2 separate regions of the Macaca mulatta genome follow, and region 1 is linked to region 2. Evidence: chromatin contacts called from public Hi-C data. All regions are on one chromosome and are shown on one strand. Each heading gives the region's core, a stretch centred on a gene start, on an enhancer-like site or on the middle of the called end of the contact. The rest is flanking DNA. Distances are from core to core; before and after follow the strand shown.

Evidence for each region. A called contact is a pair of places that touch in the nucleus more often than the background predicts.
Region 1: a contact with region 2 is called in a Hi-C map of fetal cortex germinal zone, with 5 times the contacts expected there. The contact joins the promoter of STAMBP here to the promoter of BOLA3 in region 2. A contact is called at or near these places in 4 of 14 Hi-C or Micro-C datasets (blood, cortical neurons, fetal cortex germinal zone and 1 more).

The regions. Positions count from the first base shown.
Region 1 is chr13:50,990,880-50,994,477 of T2T-MMU8v2.0, reverse strand. It overlaps STAMBP (STAM binding protein), which reads left to right and starts at 1,805. Exons shown (of 11, transcript NM_001260604.1): 1 at 1,805-1,847; 2 at 2,182-2,287. LOC106993010 (a long non-coding RNA gene) reads right to left here and starts at 1,597. Exons shown (of 4, transcript XR_013402695.1): 1 at 1,534-1,597; 2 at 974-1,260.
Region 2 is chr13:50,664,625-50,667,967 of T2T-MMU8v2.0, reverse strand. BOLA3 (bolA family member 3) reads right to left here and starts at 1,535. Exons shown (of 4, transcript NM_001265651.1): 1 at 1,474-1,535. The coding sequence starts at 1,527. It overlaps LOC106993013 (a long non-coding RNA gene), which reads left to right and starts at 1,691. Exons shown (of 2, transcript XR_001439181.3): 1 at 1,691-2,160; 2 at 2,380-3,343.

The DNA of each region.
Region 1 (3,598 bases), core at 556-3,055, 330 kb before region 2:
CTACAGGCGCCCGCCACCTCGCCCAGCTAGTTTTTTTGTATTTTTTAGTAGAGACGGGGTTTCACCGTGTTAGCCAGGATGGTCTCGATCTCCTGACCTCATGATCCGTCCGTCTCGGCCTCCCAAAGTGCTGGGATTACAGGCTTGTGCCACCGCGCCCGGCCTCCCACCAGCTGTACTTCTACCTATACTTCCATCACTAGAGTATCCACCTGCTGGATTTGTTTGCTGATGTATCCCTAACACCTAGAACAGAACCTGGCACATAGTAGACACTCAGTAAACATTTATTGAGAGGTTGAATGGATCCGATTTTGACCTGTTTTGCCTCCTGCCAGGACCCCATCTGCACTATATGTCCACCCAATGACCAGCATCTCCAGTGCATCCATTTCTTTAGGCCCAACCCATCATGTTTACGTTCTGAAGAGAGTCAGTAGAGAGAGTTTTGAAGACACAATAGCGTGCCCTGTACAGTTATCTTCCCAGATCTATCTGTAGTAGATCCATGAGAGTTGACAGTAGACCCATGCATATTAGTGCTTGCTGGGGGCAGAAGGAGAGGTGATGATGCAAGTAAGTACTTCAACCCTAAGTCTGAAAAGTTGATGACTACACAGAATCACTTCACCTAACTCCAACAGATATATACACAACAGAGTTTGGGAGAAATGAGAGATCTGGAGGCTGGCTAGGTGGAGGAGGCAACACCTGAATTAGGGCTTTAAGCTAGACCTTGAATAATACGTCATGCCATCACACTAACAAACTCACAGCAAGGCTCCCAAATTTTGGGAAAGTGGCCCCCAGAGCCTTAGACTTTTAAACCAAAGCCTAATGTTTCACAAAGTCTCCTGAGACAGAATCACTAGCAAGCTTGTAGGACCTTTCCGGAAAAAGGATGTATATGGATTCACACAGACACACATCTACGTGCAGAACGTGCCATTCTGTATTTGATGCATAAAACCACCTTGTCCCGGTCTCAGGGCAGGAACAGTGTCATACAGATCTTTGGGTCTTCACTGCTTTTGCACAATGGCTCTTAGAGATTAAACTCTTTTTTTTCCGAATATTTTATAGGTTTTTTGACATTAAAACGTTAGTCTCATCTGGGTGCGGTGGTACACGCCAGTAATCCCGGTACTTTGGGAGGCGGAGGCAGGAAGATCGCTTGAGTCCATAAGTTGGAGACCACAGTGGGCTATGATCACGCCACTGCACTCCTGTGCCAGCCTGGGTGGCACTGAAAGACCCTGTCTTTAAAAAAAAACAAAAAGTTAGACTTATGTTCTTTCCTAAGGAATAATATTAGTGTTAGATATTGCCTAATAACTAAGACTACCAATTTTGTGTAGAGTATAATACAAGCTAAAAAATACATTCGAAAGACTTTCTGTCCCCAATTTATAAATCCTGGTTAGTTTAGCTAAGTCTGCAGTTGTACTGGGATCAGCAATCCCTCCTTAAATGCAGCAGTATTGTGAGTGTCATGAGGGGCTACCCCAAATCAAAATAATTTTAAAAGCAAACCTTAGCTTGGTCATTAGTTCCACCTTCTTCCTTGTTCCTTTTCCTTTACCAAGATGGCCGCTGTGTCGTTCGCTCCTCATTGGTCGGATTTTCCGCAGGTGCCGATTCTAGCCCCACCTACTAGCTCTCCATTCCAAGTCCTAAATCATTGGGAATGTAATAGACAGACGAGCGGGAGTGGGCGGAGCGGGCGCCGGATGTGACGTTTCCGGAACCTCCGAGTGTCATCCGCTGGGAAAGGTGGGGAAGGGTCCCGGGAACGTGGTGGTGCAGGGCCTCCAAGCGTGGTCGGACTCTGAAGGGGAGCGGCCGCCGTGAGTGTGGGGCCTGCAGCCTTCTCTCCCCGAGTCCCCTGCCCGGCTTGCCTCGCTCGAGGTACCCGAAGGCTTCGGTCTCCGCGGGCTGGCGCCTGACCAGCCAGGCCCAGCGCTTCCCTGCCTCCTGCGTTTGAAAGATCCCAAAAACCCTGGATGATTGTGCCTGGGGTTGGCAAGTTGGTCTTGAGTGGCTTCAAGAGGGTTCCTCAAACAGTTGTCGATAGAGCCCTCTCCACTGTATATGCCCCCTCCGCTCATTCCTGCTACTTCCTTTCTCCTCCTCGTTTTTCCCCCTCGGTCCTTCACGCCGCCTTTCCCCCCTCACTTGCAGATGCTGCTTCCCCTTTTTGGAATTGCTCAACCGGGTGGTAACCGGCGCCGCTTCCTGGCCTCGGGAGGTGGTTCCTTTCTTAACCCACAAGAACCTCTCCCAAGAGGTACTGAGATGCAACGAGCATCCTCTGTTTCAGTTAACTTTCATGGACTGTGGACTAGGTTTACTAATTACTTGGGGAGGTTTTAGATATGTTTGCGGCTTTCCTAGTCCCTAAAGAGGCCTCGTGAGAGATGGACTATCTCTGCCTCCTTAGTAGTCCTCACGGCTTTTGTGCTCTTAGTGAGGGTGTTTTAGAGGGGAAGCTTTGTGAAAGAATTGTGATCCGAATATTGAAGAGACCTAAAGAGGGAATTGACTGAGAGAAGACTACCCCTGAGGGAAGAGTTGTAGTAGAAAAGAAAAACTGGATAGACAAATGAAACTGAAATGTGAGGATGCCTGGGCAGATTGGAATCCTGACTGAAGCAAAAGATCTCTGTTGGGGAGGGCCAGTTGCCACAGGGCCTTGAATTCCAAGATTTATTCTACTGTAGTTTGTATATTCTAGAGCATACTGATTAGGGTCTGCTGTAATGCAATGTGTGTCAAATACCCAGATTTATTTTGGAGATGACAGTGGCGATATCTGGTTGGAATTTGGAGTCTGATTCTAACAGCAACTATATCTAGAAAGACTAGAATTACTGGAGTTTTGGGACCCCAGGGGTTTTTGCAATGCAAGTTACCATCGTGCCTTTTTGTTATTCAGAGTGTTTAGTCTATGAAGATGAGTAAATGTTTTCAAGATTCAAATCTCTTGCCATGATAATGATAAATGAATGATTTTATAGATTGACTATAGTAGTTTAGTGAGCAGAGTTACAATTATGAGCATTAATTCCCAGACCAGTTCCCCTAACTCACCTTGCGCTCAAATATGAAAAAGGACACCACAGAAGATGTCAGTTACTCTCAGATTAGATAAAAATGGTCAACCTTGAAGTCAGTGAACAATCCTCACGAAAGTTCACTGAGTGCACTGTGCCAGGTACTGGGGTGGAGGTATGTGGGTATCTGGAAGGAGAAATAATAGAAAATAAAAGATGCTGTTCCCACTCTTACAGTGCTGTGGGTAGAGTCACTTAATGGCAAGAATTTGATTAACTTGAACTGAGCTTTTGGTTGGCCCACTGTGGTTCTACTCCTTATAACACCTAATTATGGCACAGGGGTTGTACGTTTTCAAGTCTGCCAGTCCTCTCATTGTTATGATTTGGACTTCCTTGAGGGTCTCAGCCTTCTTGTAGGAAAGTCCTTATTTAATAGGCACCACAGCATTTGGTATGTTTCTCTTATACTTTCTTCTTAAGATAGAGGTCTGTGAGATAAACTGTAAGACTGTGCTGGGATGATGGGGGCAATGGTATTCATG
Region 2 (3,343 bases), core at 286-2,785:
TGAAGGAGCAGAAAAGCAGGTCGGCAGTCACTTGGCTGGGCTGAGTGCATGCTGAAAAGGCAAACTGGGAATGGAGTGTGGCAGGCCTTGAATGCCAGGCTAAATATTGTGGACTGTATCAGACAGGAGATGGGACTCCAGGTGATGGAACCCAGTCTCATGGTACCAAAGTAACCTGCAGGAAACAGTGCCTTCAGGAGCGAGTCAGGAGAGATGCCCAAGTAAGAGGCATTACAATGACGGAAGCACCGGGCACTGGTCCTTGACTAGACGTAGATGACAGGTTGGAGGACACCAGGGCCGTTCATGGGTGCTGGTGCTGAAGGTCCCACCCCTCTACCCCTCAGTCCTTCCTGAAAGCTCAGAGCAGGGTCCTGTGTCACAGAATCTCAGAGCACCACTCCTTTAAAATGAGCTGTGCACTGGCTCTCTCACCACTGGTCTTACAGGCCAGAAATGAGTCCGGCAGCATCCCAGAGCTGACCCCAGGGCAGGCTCTCAGAGGCACTTGGTGCCGGATGAATGAATGAGCAGGGGAAGAACTATTCAATTAGGGACAGAAATGCAGGACGGGAGAAAGGCCCAGAGTGTGATGGTCTGTATGGAGGGACAGAAACTTGATGTTCAGAGGCTGGGCAGGATTGCTGGGAGTGAGGGTGGGATGGAGCTGCTTCTGGGGGCACAATCTTGGGGGTAAAGGCGGAGAGTAACCAGATGGCAGGCAGAATCGGCAGCTACTAAGGGGTGAGAGTGGTGAGCGTTGCAGAATCCTTGGGAGAAGCCTTTTATCTTAGTGGATCTGTGGGCAGCGGCCTTTAGTGGAACAATCAACTGACATCCCCAGATGATCACTGTCCATGCTGAAAGTCACCGCAGTGGAAGAACTTCTTTTCATGCACAGGAGAAGCAGGTTCAGAACCAGGGGAGAAGGAAAATGAAAGGAAAGAGAAAGAAGGGTATGAGCTGAAGCAAAGGATGGATCAGAAACGGGGAGAGATTAGGACAGCGCGTGGGAAGTGCCCCCTGCTTGGGTTCTGCTCCGGTAGTGTGGGATTTGGAGGAGGATCAAGGTCAGAGGCCCAGTCGACCTTCCCAAGGCCCCGGCCCCGCTGCAGTCCCCCGCACCCACGCCTTGACTCTGGGGCTATGACTCCTCTCTTCTGCTCCGTAAATCAATCTTTTGCCCGCTGTACTATGACTGTTCATGTGTTCGTCCGCCTGACCTTCAACCTCCATCCAGCTCGGGAGCTCCCCCAGAGCGCGCTGGAGCTTGAAATTTCGAATGCCGTTATCGCTGAGTGAATGAATGAACGAAAGAATGAATGAATGAGAGAAAGGAAGAGGAGCCCCCCCATTGCAGGTGCTGCGCGCGCCCTCCGGGAGCTGTTCCTCAAGCCCCGACAGCCGCCGGACCCGCTGTCCCTCCGCAGCTCCCGTCGCGGGGAGAGCAGCCCCGACCCTGCCCGCGCTCACCCCGCGGATCCTGCGAAGCAGAGGCGCTGCCGCGGCCGGGCTCCATGCCGCCATGCCCGGCCGACGCGACCCGCCGCCCGAGGTCACTGTATGCCCGAAAGACGCGGAGCAGGGAACCGAGAGCCGCCGCCTTGGGAGAGGCTGCCCCCTGCCGCCCGGAGGCCATCAGCCTCCAGGCCCCGCCCCAGTCCTCAAGGCCCCGCCCCAGAGGCCTCCTGTCGCCTGGCTCCGCCCCCGGAGGCTGCCGGCCTCCCGGCCCAGCCCAGACCTCCCCTGGCCCTGGCTGACTCGCCACCCCCGACACTGCAGCGCCTGCCGGCCTCGGGGCCCCGCCCTCTGCCTTCGCTCGCGCCGCGCTCCTTCAGCCTCCCCAGGGCCTGTTTCACGGATGGGGTCCCCTTGCCCGCGTGAATATCTTCCTCCTCAGCTCGGAAACACTCTAAGGTCTCAGCGACCGATACTGGCCTTCCCTCATCCGAATACCCCTCGTGCCCCGATGTACTTTTCCATTCCCACTCCACATGCTGGCAGCCTAGCTTCTAAGCTGAGGAGCTTGGCCTTCGCTCCAGGTGCTGGAAGGATTTGATTTCGCAGTTTAGAAAGATCGCTCTGCTCCTGTGAGGAGGGCGTGTAGGGGCTGCAACCAGAGACACAGTCAGAAGCTCCGAGGCTACAGCGATGGTCCAGGTGAGAATGGAGGTGCCTAACTAAACCAGTGGCGGGAGGGATGGAAGAATGAACTGAGACACTTAGGAGGTGAATGGAATCCAGCGATTGCATGTGGGGTGAGGGTGGGAAAGGTATCTGAGATGACTCCCGTTTCTGGCTTGGACAATGACTTGGATGGAGGGTTAGGTGGGAGCAGAGTAGAGTCCACGAACAGTTTTTAATTTGCCTGAGTTTAAGGTGCCACAGGACACAGCCTAACAGAGGCCCAGGTTGGAGCCATGGACCATGGAGTCATGAGAATGGAAGGGAAGCTGACGCCATGTGGGATGGGGTAGAACTGTCCGCAAATTCGTCCCGCCTCTGGAGTCTTCAGACCAGTCAAGACCGAAATTGAACCAAGCCTCTCCTCTCTATAGCTGTTATTTGTTTGCAGCACGTGGTCAGGTGGCACCCTGCAGGATTTATCAGCTTTTTGCCAACATTCTGGCCTATGCAATCAATACGTCCCTTCAGCGTTGCACTCGGATGGATTGGACCTACAGTTGTTCTATATGGATATTATCTAAATTATTTATTACAGTATTAGCTGACTCCTATCTTCTGGCCTTCAGAATTTCTCCTTTGGATCAATTACTAGCCTGTCTTACATTTTCTGCTTCATTCCTTTAAAATGTTTAGAGATGATTTGCTAACTTCTAAGTTTTCTTCATTGCAGTCAATGATGCAGTTTAAACTGTCAAAAAATGTTTTTTTCTCAAGCAGGGTAGTAGTGGTAAACCATTCCCTTGCTCTTCAGACAGCATGGTTTAGATGAGGCACACCCATCCCCAGCTCTAGGAATGGAAACAGGACCCAAGTCTGGCTAATCAGAGATTGGCTTAGGGTTGGCCCCATGATCTGAGCCAGACCAATGAGAGTTGGTAGAGGGACTTTTCTGGAACTAAAGAAATGGATCCTGGCGGGGCATGGTGACTCATGCCTGTAATCCCAGCACTTTGGGAGGCCGAGGCAGGTGGATCATCTGAGGTCAGGAGTTCGAGACCAGCCTGACCAACATGGTGAAACCCCGTCTCTACTAAAAATACAAAATTAGCCGGGCGTGGTGGTGCATGCCTGTAATCCCAGCTACTCAGGAGGCCGAGGCAGGAGAATCGCTTGAACCCGGGAGGCGGCGGTTGCAGTGAGCCAAGATGGCGCCATT